Regions from separate parts of the Sus scrofa genome. Here regions 1, 2 and 4 are each linked to region 3. A link is a contact called in public HiChIP or PLAC-seq data. All regions are on one chromosome and are shown on one strand. The core of a region is the stretch at or near the end of the contact, and the rest is flanking DNA. Distances in the headings are between cores, read along the strand shown. Region 1 overlaps C10H9orf3 (aminopeptidase O). Region 2 overlaps C10H9orf3 (aminopeptidase O). Region 3 overlaps C10H9orf3 (aminopeptidase O). Region 4 overlaps C10H9orf3 (aminopeptidase O).

Evidence for each region. HiChIP or PLAC-seq counts read pairs in DNA pulled down with a chosen protein or histone mark.
Region 1: an H3K27ac HiChIP or PLAC-seq map of skeletal muscle shows a contact between it and region 3. The contact joins two enhancer-like sites. A contact is called at or near these places in 4 of 47 Hi-C or Micro-C datasets (embryonic fibroblasts, fibroblasts and heart right ventricle) and 2 of 2 datasets of contacts at active chromatin or transcription factors (alveolar macrophages and skeletal muscle).
Region 2: an H3K27ac HiChIP or PLAC-seq map of alveolar macrophages shows a contact between it and region 3. The contact joins two enhancer-like sites. A contact is called at or near these places in 2 of 2 datasets of contacts at active chromatin or transcription factors (alveolar macrophages and skeletal muscle).
Region 4: an H3K27ac HiChIP or PLAC-seq map of skeletal muscle shows a contact between it and region 3. The contact joins two enhancer-like sites. A contact is called at or near these places in 11 of 47 Hi-C or Micro-C datasets (adipocytes, alveolar macrophages, embryonic fibroblasts and 7 more) and 2 of 2 datasets of contacts at active chromatin or transcription factors (alveolar macrophages and skeletal muscle).

What each region holds. Positions count from the first base shown.
Region 1 is chr10:27,368,372-27,371,778 of Sscrofa11.1, reverse strand. All of the region lies in intron 5 of C10H9orf3 (aminopeptidase O), which reads left to right. Among named protein-coding and RNA genes, the nearest start is that of C10H9orf3, 100 kb to the left of the region's middle. Within about 2 kb of position 1,393, at least 13 of the 83 cell types and tissues checked have an H3K27ac peak or open chromatin away from gene starts, as enhancers often do. A contact at or near this core is called in embryonic fibroblasts and skeletal muscle, where this site is marked.
Region 2 is chr10:27,329,470-27,332,380 of Sscrofa11.1, reverse strand. The region is part of intron 5 of C10H9orf3 (aminopeptidase O); the gene reads left to right. Among named protein-coding and RNA genes, the nearest start is that of C10H9orf3, 140 kb to the left of the region's middle. Within about 2 kb of position 1,495, at least 2 of the 83 cell types and tissues checked have an H3K27ac peak or open chromatin away from gene starts, as enhancers often do. A contact at or near this core is called in alveolar macrophages, where this site is marked.
Region 3 is chr10:27,143,699-27,146,929 of Sscrofa11.1, reverse strand. All of the region lies in intron 14 of C10H9orf3 (aminopeptidase O), which reads left to right. Among named protein-coding and RNA genes, the nearest start is that of MIR23B, 65 kb to the right of the region's middle. Within about 2 kb of position 1,664, at least 39 of the 83 cell types and tissues checked have an H3K27ac peak or open chromatin away from gene starts, as enhancers often do. A contact at or near this core is called in alveolar macrophages, embryonic fibroblasts, liver and 1 more, where this site is marked.
Region 4 is chr10:27,311,310-27,314,331 of Sscrofa11.1, reverse strand. All of the region lies in intron 5 of C10H9orf3 (aminopeptidase O), which reads left to right. Among named protein-coding and RNA genes, the nearest start is that of C10H9orf3, 160 kb to the left of the region's middle. Within about 2 kb of position 1,616, at least 21 of the 83 cell types and tissues checked have an H3K27ac peak or open chromatin away from gene starts, as enhancers often do. A contact at or near this core is called in liver and skeletal muscle, where this site is marked.

The DNA.
Region 1 (3,407 bases), core at 144-2,643, 230 kb before region 3:
TAAGCCACTGAGCGAGGCCAGGGATCGAACCTGTATCTTCGTGGAGACTAGTCAGGTTCTTAACCCGTGGAGCCACAACGGGAACTCCTCTGCTTTGTTTGCCATTTCCATATTTTTTTTCCTGAGAAAGTTATTTGACTCTGTTTTCCTCCTGTATTATAGAATGCCTTTCCCCGTTTGCCATGTGTTCTAGATCTTCGTTTCTCTTTCTTGAAATAGGAACTGGTTTTCATAAGGTGCACCTTCTCTGGGACTCTAGAAGCCCCTGGCTGTGGTTATTTGGTTCGTTGGGACAATATCAGGTTGTGTTGACTGTGGCAGGTAGTGCGAGAAGGTATGCATGTGCCCTGTCCTTTACAGCACAAGCATAGAATGATGCATGATGTCCCCGAGTCACTTAGAGCTGGGAAGTCAGAGACAGTAGTGCAAGGGCCTCAGCCTGGGATGGCTCTCAGAGCCTGGGGTTCAGACTTGGGCAGGACTTCTCTGTGACCCTCTCTGAGGTATATACTTTTGCTTCGAGGACCCCCTGTGGAACCACAACATCACGGAGTCTACTTAAAGGTCCAGGTTCACCATGGGCACGCTTTGAGGCCGCTACCAGGCTAATTCCTGGATCACACAAGTATGTTGGGGCGATTCTCTCTCTCTCTCTCTCTCTTGAAGAACCATAGGCCAAGTGAACTCACAGCTTTTGGCTCAGCCAGAATCTTCTCCTTACCATCAAACAGCTGTGCTGCTTGTCAGATGCAGAAGTAGCATTTTATCATCATTATGCCATGATTCCTCACCCTCCAAAAGATTACGCTTAAGTGTTTTGTTTTCTTTGAACTGTCCTGCACACGCATAGACTGGCAGCCCTGCCTTCAGAGAACACTATTGGGACCATCCTTCAAGAGAAGTTGTCAAGCCTTTGAAAGGCCTTTCTGAAGCAATCATCCCTCTACCTACATTTGTAATCGTCTCCCTCTATTGATGTCATTGCAGGCCCCTAATCTCTTCCAGGCTTGAGCCTGCGATGGCCAGTCAACCAAACCTTTCCATTTTCCATCGCAAAGAAAAGACTGTTTTTTTTTTTTTTTTTCCTCCTCTCAGTTATTTCTTTCCAGAAGCATCATAACTGAATAGAACATATACCCTTTGAGTGCAAAAGAACCATGGACTTGAATGTGCCAAGTTGTCTGAGTCGGAATATTCCCAGTCTTGTGGATTCTCACTCCTCGGACCACTATGCGGAGTGAGCAGATGCTCCTGGCTTGGACTGTGTTGTGTACGCATGTGGGCACAGAGCTGCAGATCTATTTCTTTTAAGGCTAGACTCCTTTGGGGGGAAACACCAACTTCAGAAACAGGTCTCGAGCGAGGCACGGTATATGAATAGCTCTGCTCCAGGGAACATCGCCTCTGTTGTGTAACAGCCAGTGTGTAGCTGGAACCCACTGACATCCGAGCCCCAGAGGCCTGTTTGCATAAAGTGGGTAAGAGATTGCCTTGTTGCTTTACCCCCACCAACTGCCCCCACATGTAATTGGAAGAGTATCCCAGCTACTTTTCTTAAAAAGGAGCATTAACTTTAAAAGGCCAAAGATGTGAGGAAACACTCCTTTAAAAGAGGAGTGTTTTTACTTTTTAAAAAATGGATTGCTCTGTGGGATTTGTGGGCACATTGCAAAAGCCCACCCTGACTTCACCCCGGGAGTGGGGCTTGAAGTAGGACATGTTATATTTCTTGGTTAACTAACCATGCTATTTATAGAGGTGACTCCTCAGAAAGTCTAGACCTCGTTCCAGGAAGACAGAACGCCAAATCGGCCCTCCACGTTCCCAGCCAGCCTGCTGAAAATAATCTCCTCCCCTTTTCACCCGAAAATGGAAATCTTGGAATTCCGTTTCAGGACAGCGTGAATGATAGCTGGGCTCCCCAGCCAAAACTCAGGATGCGCAAGGCCGTGGGGTGCTCCTGTGAGCCTTCGAGGCTGGTTTGCTGAGATACGGGGACCGTGGTTGGCAGAGCCTAGTTTTTGAGTTGGTGTCGTCTTGAGAGGAGACCCTGAGGCCCTGCTCCGCCAATGAGTCAAGGCGAAGTTTCTGGCTGCTATCACACATGGGCAATTTCTAAACAGCCTCTTGAAAGCTGGCAGTTTGGAAAGGGATGGATGGGCAAAGCCAGGAAGCTATTCAGCAGACTCATATCAATGGGCAGGTGTGGTGAATGCTGATGATTCTCTGGCTCCAAGGAAACGTGAGATTTTTAGCCTAAATCAGGATTTTCTACATAGGTTCCAAGACTAGTTGTGTGGAATGTTAATAATGTGGGAAAAGGAACTGTGGGTTAATTGGTTTAGGAAATGAATGGATTAAACAAAGTTGAAAGGGAGTCTTTCCTGGAGGGCTTCTAAGAAAGCCTTTAATATCCTTACTATCCTGGTTTAATGTCCTGGCGTACATGTGCCTCTCAAAGGCAGGGCTGATTATGCAACATTTCCTCAAATGTGGTACCCAGGCCCCCTCCCCTTTACAGTGCGTGTTTCATGGGGCCATTGTGGTCTCAAGAAAACCACCTCCTCAAAACGTACTTTTTTTTTTGGTCTTTTGTTTTTTTTTAGGGCCACACCCGCTGCATATGGAGCGTCCTGGGCTAGGGGTCTAATGGGAGCGGTAGCCGCCGGCCTACACCACAGCCACAGCAACGCCAGATCCGAGCTGAGTCTGCGACCTACACCACAGCTCATGGCAACACTGGACCCTTAACCAGCTGAGTGAGGCCAGGGATCGAACCCACGTCCTGATGAATACTAGTTGGGTTCATTAACTGCTGAGCCACGAGGGGAACTCTGTCAAAACACACTCTAAGACATGATTCTTGGAGAAGTATCTCGGAGTCCTTTGCAAATTGGCTGTGGAATGCAGCCTTCATTCTGTCGGTGGTGGCTGAAGACTTGCCGGGTGTCAGGCACTGCCGAGGGCCTTGCTTCATGGCTGTGAAGAAGATGGGGTCACCATTTAGTGCAGGAGGTCCCACACTTTTCTGATTATACATCAAATTTTGAAGTCACCCGTCTATATATTTAGATTTATTTATAAATTGTACACGCTTAGCACAGTTTTAATATAATAGGTATACTATAATATACCCCAAAACGGAATTTTTTGTTCATTGGTTGGTTTTGTCTTTTAGGGCCACCCCCAGGGCATATAGAAGTTCCCAGGCTAAGGGCTGACTTGGAGCTGCAGCTGCCAGCCTATACCACAGCTACAGCAACACCAGGTCTGAGCCATGTCTGTGACCTACACCCCAGTGCACGGCAAGGTCGGATCCTTAACCCACTGATGGGGGCCAGGGATCGAACCTGCCTCCTCATGAATACTGGTTGGGTTCATTACATCTGAGCCGCAATAGGAACTCC
Region 2 (2,911 bases), core at 246-2,745, 190 kb before region 3:
ACAGTGGTTAACGAATCCGACTAAGAACCATGAGGTTTCGGGTTCAATCCCTGGCCTTGCTCAGTGGGTTAGCGATCCGTGAGCTGTGGTGTAGGTCGCAGACACAGCTTGGATCCCGCGTTGCTATGACTCTGGTGTAGGCCAGTGGCTATAGCTCCAATTCCACCCCTAGCCTAGGAACCTCCATATGCCACAGGAGCGGCCCAAGAAATGGCAAAAAGACAAAAAAAAAAAAAAAAGAAAGAAAGCCAATGGAGAAATCTATGTGAGAGGTAACAGGAGCTTAGACAGGTTGGTAATAGTGAATGAGGTAAGAAGTGTTCAAATTCGGGATATTTTTTGAAGATCAAGTTGATGAGATTTTAGAGTGGCTTCTATACAAGACGTGAGATAAAATCAGGGACAACTTCAATCTTTAAGACCTGGAACAAAATGCTGGTGCCTTTTATTGAAACAGAAGGGGGAAAAAAACGAGGTTGTTGGAGACAATCAAGATTGGTTTTGAATTTGTTGAGTTTGAAATGCTTGAGTGGAGATGTAGCTGGAATTCAGAGGGCAGCTCATGGTTGGAGATGTAAATTTGGAGGCGTTCCCTAGGATACAGATGGTATTTAAAGTCATGGGACCAAGAAGCACATCAGGGAAGGTGGGAGAAAGAGAAGAGGTGTGAGGACTGAGGTGTGGTAGCCAAGGGTGCCAGCCATTGGAAGTGAAAGTATATGGCCTGAGAATGGACTATAGGATTTGGTCCAGTGTAGGTCGCTGATGACCTTAAAAAGAACAATGGTGATAGCATGGTGGGGGGAAAAAAAGCTTAACTCGGGTGAGTTAAGGGGAGAAGAGGAGGGGTGCCAAAAGTTGAGTTATGTAGCTCTCTAGTACAGGAAGCTCTTTGAAGGAGCCCTGCCATAAAGGAGAGCAGAGGAATAGGGAATTTGCTGGATATGGAGGTGAAGTCCAATGGGGATGTTTTAAGGACAGACTATATCAGAGCATATTTGTATGCTGATGAGAATGATCTGAATAAAAAGGGAGAAATTGATGAGAAAAGAGAGAATGAGAGGACAAGTGGTGATGGCAGGAACCATATGCATGGCTAGAAGCTAGGAGTGGAGGTCTAGAATTCGAGTGGGTCTTTGATGGGCACCCAGAAGGTTCCCCCACTGTCCAAGAAGTGGAAGTGGGTGCAGGTGGGATGGTAGCGTTGGTAGTGGAAGATTAGAGCATTCCATGTTGACTGCTTCCATTTGTCAAAGAAGCCACCGTCAAAAACAAAAACAAAAACAAAAAAACAACTATTGCCATGGACTCAGTGACATCTCTCTTTGGTGCTTTATGCTGTCTATTTCTTGTTAACACCTATCTTTTTTGAAATTGAATAGATTCTTCTCAAAGATTGAAGAAAATGAAATTCATTCAAGGAGTAATGAAGCAGAACTATGTTATTAGCTGCAGGCGAGTCGCTGGTTTCCTTAATAGGTTGAATCATTCATGGGGTGGGAGATTGAAGCCGTCGTGTGTGGTGAAAGAGGAAACAGATATGAGTGGGAGAAAATGTGAGTTATGTTGGAACCAAAACAATCTCATTAGTTACTCTTAATATCCTTAGACGTTCTGTAGGGACAGTTGATATCCTGTAACAGATGAAGAACAAGAGCCCAGGGCATTTCTGTAACTGCCCGTGGCACCCAGCAAATGATAGATCCAGAATTTAACTGGTGTCCTTGAATTTCTAGTGCTTTCTTTGGTCCCCAGAGTGAAATAAAGTGGCAGAGCTTGGCTATGAACTCCCTGCAGGATTGGGGACATATGACTTCATCTTTAACCTTCAGATCCTATCTGCCTTACATAATTTCTACAATTTAAAGGGGGAATTCTTTGGCAATTAATCCACATTCAGGCCCTTTGTGGAACAGAGCATCTGAGCAGCATGTATTTGGTTAATGAGGGCTAATGAGTAAAACATGGAGTCTGACTTCTGGAACTGCAGAGCTGCCTCCCTTTTGCAAATGTGTCACCAAGAGAATAACAATGAGACACACACACACACACACACACACACATTATTATAGTAAGCATAAACACTGAATATAAGATGCATCTGGATTTCAGCAATTTTAAAATAAGGGTAGGGGAGATAACATATCTTAGAACTGGAAATTAGTCTGCTCAGATTTTCATTTGACATTTATATATTTAAAGACAAATTTTGCTTAAGTTTAGCTTTAAGAATGTTTTACTGATAAACCTGACTCCAAAGATTAGTTTTAGGATTATATGAGCTAATGCATCTAAGGCATTTATAGCAGTTTTGAGCACATGGTAAAGGTGCAATAAATATTTGTTATAAATACTTAGCATTATTATTATCTTTCTCTTAATGTATTTTCCAGGGAGAAATAGATTTTTGAAGTATTTCCAGTTGTGATTACTTTTAGTGGGTAACATCTTTTTGCTAGCAATAAGAAGAAATGGCCCTTTAATTAAGTTATTAATATGCAAAAAAACCAGTGACCTTATTGAATGCCTAATTGAGCATGACACTGTGCTCAGTGCTAATCACAGAGAGCCCTTCTCCCCACAGAGCTGTTCCCTGCTCGTTAGCTATTTTAGCCTATGACCGAGGCCAAGGAGATGACCGCTGCCATTTATTAGGCCCTAATATATGCCAGAGTCTGTTCTTAACTCTATAGATTTAATCTTTCCAGCAACCCTCTAAGTTAGGAACTCTTAGTCTTCCTTTTTCAGAAAGAAGAAAAACTGAAGCCCACAGAACCAGTGACAGCAGATCTGAGCCCACTGCCTGACTCCAGGGTACATGCTCTTAACTACTTCTTTCTTTCTTTTTTTTTTTTTTTTTTTTCTTTTAGGGCCACACCTATGGCATATGGAAGTTCCCGGACTAGGGGTC
Region 3 (3,231 bases), core at 415-2,914:
TGGGAAGCTCATCTTTGGGCAGTGCTGCTGCGTGGAACACCGGGAAGAACTAAGCGTTCCGGTAACTTCAGAAAACAAAATCATCACCAGCAAGGAGCTGTCTAAAATAACCGGAAAAAATTATAGCTCAAGCATTTGGAGGAGCGTGAAGGCCACTCGAGGTCCCTGGCACTTGAGTGCGCTGGGCCACAAGAGTACACGGAGTCGGGAGACGGCTTGGGGGGAGCGGGGGTGCCTAGGCGCTCGCGTTGCTGCGCATGCGCGCATCCCCTGGGAAGCCGGTGCAGAACCGGGGTTGTCAGGCCGTCGGCCGAAGTCTTGTGGCCTCTGTCCCTCCAACCCTTGGTTTACATGTGAGAACGCGGAGGTCCGTGGTGCTGGCCTGAGACCAGGCGCTGCTCTCTCCAGCTGTCTGCCTGGGCAGCTCCTCAAAAGAAGCCGTAGAAGCGGAGCAGCTCTGCGTTCCTGGGGAGAAGCGTGTGTGGCTGGTCGTTGTCACGTTGTGGGGCACAGGCACCGGAGGGCGGCGGGAAAGAAGTGCCGGGAGATGCAGCGGGGCACTCCCAGTCCAGCCCTGGTGGCCTAGAACCTCGTCCAGAGTGAGTTTCCCGAGGACCCTCCCATCCTGGCTTGGGTGGGCGTGGACTGGGTCAGACCTTGAGGGCTCCGAGCGGGCAGGACTTCGTGGTGAGACAGCTGGGTGTCTGGAAGGGTGTTAGGGCCAGTGTGAAATTTTGCCTTTAGTGAACTTTACAAGGCACAGATTATCTGAAGTTTTTGTCATGTTTGTCACGGACCAAGCAGCTGTGACATGAAAATATTTTTGCTCTTTTTCATCTAACAATAGTGTGACCCGAGAACAAGGCATTTTATTTGGGAAGGCTCTAAAGGTACTTACAAATGCCTTTTCTTCAGTCTGTGCAAATATTTTTTAATGTTTGTTATCTTTTTTTTATCTAAAGTGCAAGGCTGCTTTCCATGTTTAAATGCATTCGCGCCTTGATGTATTGCACATTTAAAAGGAAGTTTTTCTGCGGTCTTGCTGAACTTGGCTGTTAGCTTACAGGCCAAATCAAACCACCTCCACCCACAAAACAGTATCGATAAATGCTGAACTTGGATCATAAAAGGTTTAGTTCCCCAGAACTCTGTGTACATTTGGCAGGGCAAAGTGAGTAGGAATATTATGGGTTGGGAAAGAAGCTGCCCGGGTTTTCTCTGCAACACAACTGGCAGATGCCGTCCCAAATGAGAAGCTGTTTCAGCCTCGTGGAGCCCCCCCCCCCCCGCTCCCAGCAGAAGGAAGGGCGCTGGAGAGAAGGCATAGATGATACTCCCGTGTTCCTAATCTCAGCGTACCTTGAGGCTTTATTAGAGATTAAGTCACTGGCTTAGTCAACAATAGCTTTACCTAATCATAGAGCACCAGATTATCACAAAACAGATCCAAACCATGCTGAATTTGCTTCCAACAAAGGATTGCTGATGTGCGTGTACAGCTCGGGTGCCCGTGCCTGCGAACACACACACTTTACCTGTTTCCCTGGCCTTTGACCTCCCAGCAGGGGAGGTTTGGGCAAGGCCGGCTTGGTGACCACCACCTTCCACCCTGGAGGAAAGAGCTGCAGCCGTTATTTCCAGAGCTGGCGCTGTTGGTGTCTGCGTCTGCCTCTGACTCATGCTCCCCAAGAACTGCCCTGTGCATAATGCAAAGTCATTGTTATCCTGAGCCATCCTAGGGAGAGGCTCAGTGGAAAAAGTGAAGGTGGAGCAGACCTGGCTCCAGAACAGAAGGTGAAAGATAATGTTTTTTGTTTAGTTTTGCTGAACTTCACATTCAATTTTGTGGGAACAGCCGTAATCCTGATGGAGTTCAAGATAAAAAAGGAGAGGAACTCTGACTTGTTGCTGCAAGACTCCTTGGCCTGGTGTTCAGATTCTTAGCCAGGAGGCCGAGAGGAGAGCGAAGTAACCATCAGCGATTGTTCAAGTTTTTGAACACGTATTTGTAGTTTCTTCGTTTTTCATTTTTTGTATCAGATCTGTTTTGCAGTCATGCCCTGCTGCAGAGAAGAGAGAGGGAGGTTTTATAAATCTGTGTGACCGTCAGTATTCTTATTACTTGTCTTTGATAACCTTGCAATAATCTGGGAGGATGAGACACATCATTTAAATACTTCTTTAAAGAAATATTGCTGTGGTATTCATGGTGGGACATTTTCCTGTGAAAAACTCTTACCAGCATATTTGAAAATACTTCCTTTTCTAGAAAGACAGTTCATTATAGTAAGTCTTAATATCAGAAATAATTCAAAATCAAAATAAACAAGAAAATGTTGTTTTAGCAATAGTTGAATTTTAACAGTAGCTTGGTAGAAAGAATTCATTCGTCAAGAGCATTTCCCCCCCGCGCAGTTTCCCCGAGACTAGTTTTCTTAGCAAGAGAAAGGTTACTCTGTTATGGATGGACGTGTCTTTTTTTCCTTTTCCCAGAACATGTGTGGTCTCTGTTCACTTCTCTCTCCGCAGAACTTTGGAGATGGCCCCAGCTAATGCCTTGTGGGTCATCGATGCTGTTAGAATCAAATCGAAGTCGTCAAGTACATTTTCTTTCTCCGATCCAATAGTCCTTCATGCTGTGGTTGAAGTCCCCTCTTCACCCCTTACTAGCTTTTTTTGTTTTTGTTTTTTTTGTCTTTTTAGGGCCGCACCCGTGGCACATGGAGGTTCCCAAGCTAAGGGTCGAATCAGAGCTGTAGCTGCCAGCCTACACCACAGCCATAGCAACACCAGATCTGAGCCATGTCTGTGACCTACACCACAGCTCATAGCAACGCTGGATCCTTAACCCACTGAGCAAGGCCAGGGATCGGACCCGCGTCCCCATGGACGCTAGTTGGGTTTGTTAACCACTGAGCCACAACAGGAACTCCCTCTTACTAGCTTTTTTATCTTTTTTTTTTTTTTTGTCTTTTTTTGCTATTTCTTGGGCCGCTCCCGCGGCATATGGAGGTTCCCAGGCTAGGGGTCCAATCGGAGCTGTAGCCTCCGGCCTACGTCAGAGCCACAGCAACATGGGATCCAAGCCGCGTCTGCAACCTACACCACAGCTCACGGCAACGCCGGATCCTTAACCCACTGAGCAAGGGCAGGGACCGAACCCGCAACCTCATGGTTCCTAGTCGGATTCGTTAACCCACTGCGCCACGACGGGAACTCCTAGCTTTTTTA
Region 4 (3,022 bases), core at 367-2,866, 170 kb before region 3:
TTTTTTTTTTAATTTTATAATATGTTGCCGTTAAAGTCAGCTATGTCTTTGCAGAGACGTTTTTCTTTTTTTTAAGCGAACACAACAGGACAAAGATCGATCCTCAACACTAGTGTGGCTTTGATTTGAGGTGCTTTGTAGCATTCCAAGGTGATTTCTAGACTCTTGCAGTAAAATTGCTTAGGAATAAAGTGACATTTTATGAAATTCTCATTTTCCAACACTTTCATTAACCCATGCTTGGGTAACTTTCTAGTTTCTAATATTAATTTTCAACTATTTTGATCCACGGCTAATCAGCGCTTAATTAGGGTGAAGACCACAGTCTGGGGAAGAAAGAGAAAATCCTTATTGTTTAGAAAATCTTTAAATAAGAAGTCCGGGAGAACAGTTCTTGATTTTACATGTAGAGACGTTAATCAGAAGCAATAAACTGTGCGCTGACGACATGTTTAAAACAAACCAGGACTTAGGAAAAAACAGGAAATTTGACCAAACAACTCTTCCTAGTAACAGGTTCTGTGTGTCTTTGTTAAGATCATCACAGCTTGTTTTAATAATCTTTTTCGACTTCCTTTCCAAAATTTGACGTTCTATTTCTTTGCAGTTTTATATACAGCTCTCATTTACTAAGCACTTTTCACTTCAAACTGGCTTCCTGTAATAGAGGAATTGCAAATGAAAGGAATCGATAATGAAATTGTAATGCTGCATTTTAATCCCTAGGCAAATTGGTGTTATAAACTGCTAATTAAAGGAGTCTTTTGCCCGGATAGTGCTTAAACAGCCTTCAAGTCCAGCTCTTAATTGGTAACATTACCTGGCATTTTGTAGAATGAGAATACCTTTTGCTTATCATTCTTAAGCTTCTTCTTATAGTCTTAATTTTAAACTTGACCCTTTCTTGGCATCGTAATGCAAGAAACCATTCCCATTTAATCTGGGACAGCTGCATTTGTTTAGATACTATACGCTTAAGTTCTCACAGAAATTCTGACCTGAAACGGACAGATGTTTGAACTCCTATGTAAAAATCTATTCTAAACATTCTGGGCTACTGCTAGACAGGAATGCCAAACATTTCCAACCACAAATTATACTTGATAATAACCACCTTGATAGCAGAAAGCAGCAGACCCCCAGTTCCATTACATGATCTGCAGGAAGATAACAGGTCTTTGGCGTCTGAGGTTCGATTGGCTATATTCATATTCACAGCTGCTGAAGGCCAGTGCAGATGGCATCGTTGTGAAAATTAGAGACTATCAAATCATACACAGAAATTCTCTGGGCACAAAAATGTGTCCTCCCTTCTCCACGTAACTGGACCAGAGCTGAGAATGGCTGACTGTGAAGCAGGAGCACGCCAAAAAACCGAGCAGGCTGAGTACACAGAAAGCCATATGGCTCAAGGAAATGGACACTCGTTTCCTTTTAAAGTTTCTGAAATCAGCGTATTCCTGAAGAACCATTTAAATAAGCTCCCCAGCATGTTTTATTTTATGAAATGCGGGGCATGCCGGTTATGAAACGGGAACCCTGAAATGTGATACATCCATCTTAACCAGCTCAGGGTTTTATTCAATTCTTCAAGCCCTAATCCTATTAACTCTCATGCACAAAGGAAATGCAGGGCTCCGCTCTCTGATGATTCTGCCCAGGCCTCATGGCATTAGTAAGCCAAGTCTTGCATTTTACAAATGAAGCTTATTGGTTGATTAAAAATATAACAAGCATCAGTGAAGCCACTTTTCAAAAAGAATGTTTCAGATTGTTTGCTTTAAGAAAAGCCGGTAGAAGAGATCAATGGCTTCAGTTTTTAGTTTGAGGAATTTTTTTTTTTAAAGCCGTTCACTTGAATATGCAGATTTTTTTGGTGTGATGCACATTAAATTTATATGGCTTTTGAAAATCATATCTTTGGTTTTACAAATAAAGTTCATTGGTTGATTAAAAATGCAAGCAGCATCCATGTAACTAACTACTGTTCAAAAAGGATTTTTTTTTAAGACTGTTTATGTAAGGGGTTTTGAGGGGTTTGATGATTCATAATCAGTTTATGAAATGTGAAGATTTTTTTAAAAGCAACTTAAGTCAGAATTTTAATGTGAAATGCATTAACCTTATTTCTGGCTAGACGTCCTTTGGACGTAGATCTAACCCAGCAAAATACCAAGATCTGATTATGATGCTGTTGGGAGTTAATCTCATTGTAGTGAACATGAGCTAATAACTCATTAGTCCATATTATATTATATACTTTTCAGTCTGTGGCCTGCTGTTTTGATTAAATTTAGTTCCTACCATTCAGATTGGAAACAGCAAAGTCTTCCTGTTACTACCTATCAAGTTTATAAAGCCTTGCTCTGAAAGCTTGAACAACTTGAGATCACCATTACTTACACAGTTTTATCCAGTGTAAAATTCTATCTCTAGGAGTACCCATCGGGGCTTTGCAGTAACAAACCCAACTAGTATCCATGCAGGTTTGATCCCTGGCCTTGCTCAGTGGGTTAAGAATCTGCCGTTGTTGTGAGCTGTGCTGTCGGTCGCAGATTGGGCTCAGGATCTGGCAATGTTGTGACTGTGGCATAGGCCAGCATCTGTAGCTCCAATTCACCTCCTAGCATGGGCACTTCCATATGTCTCGGGTGTGGCCCTAAAAAGCAAAATAAAATAAAATAAAATACTATCTTTACTGTAAAATCAAAGGGGATATCTGCATCCATCTATTTCTGTTGAGAAATACTGGCTACTTCCAGGTGGCGAGCTATGGTCAGCACAGCCTGCCCTGTGCTGCAAGGGCCTGGAATGTCTAGCCATTTCGGTTTACATAACAGTTTCACTGGGGTGTTTGCTTTCAGATGTCACTTCAATGTCAGCCTCAGCAGTCCACACATAAGTCTGCCTGTTCCCCAGGATTGGCGAAGGAAAAGAAAGTATTTTATCCAAGGCATCCTCCCTACTTTTCATAGCCTAAATTCTTTGACTCTACATTAAAAGAATATTAGAATTTACCTCC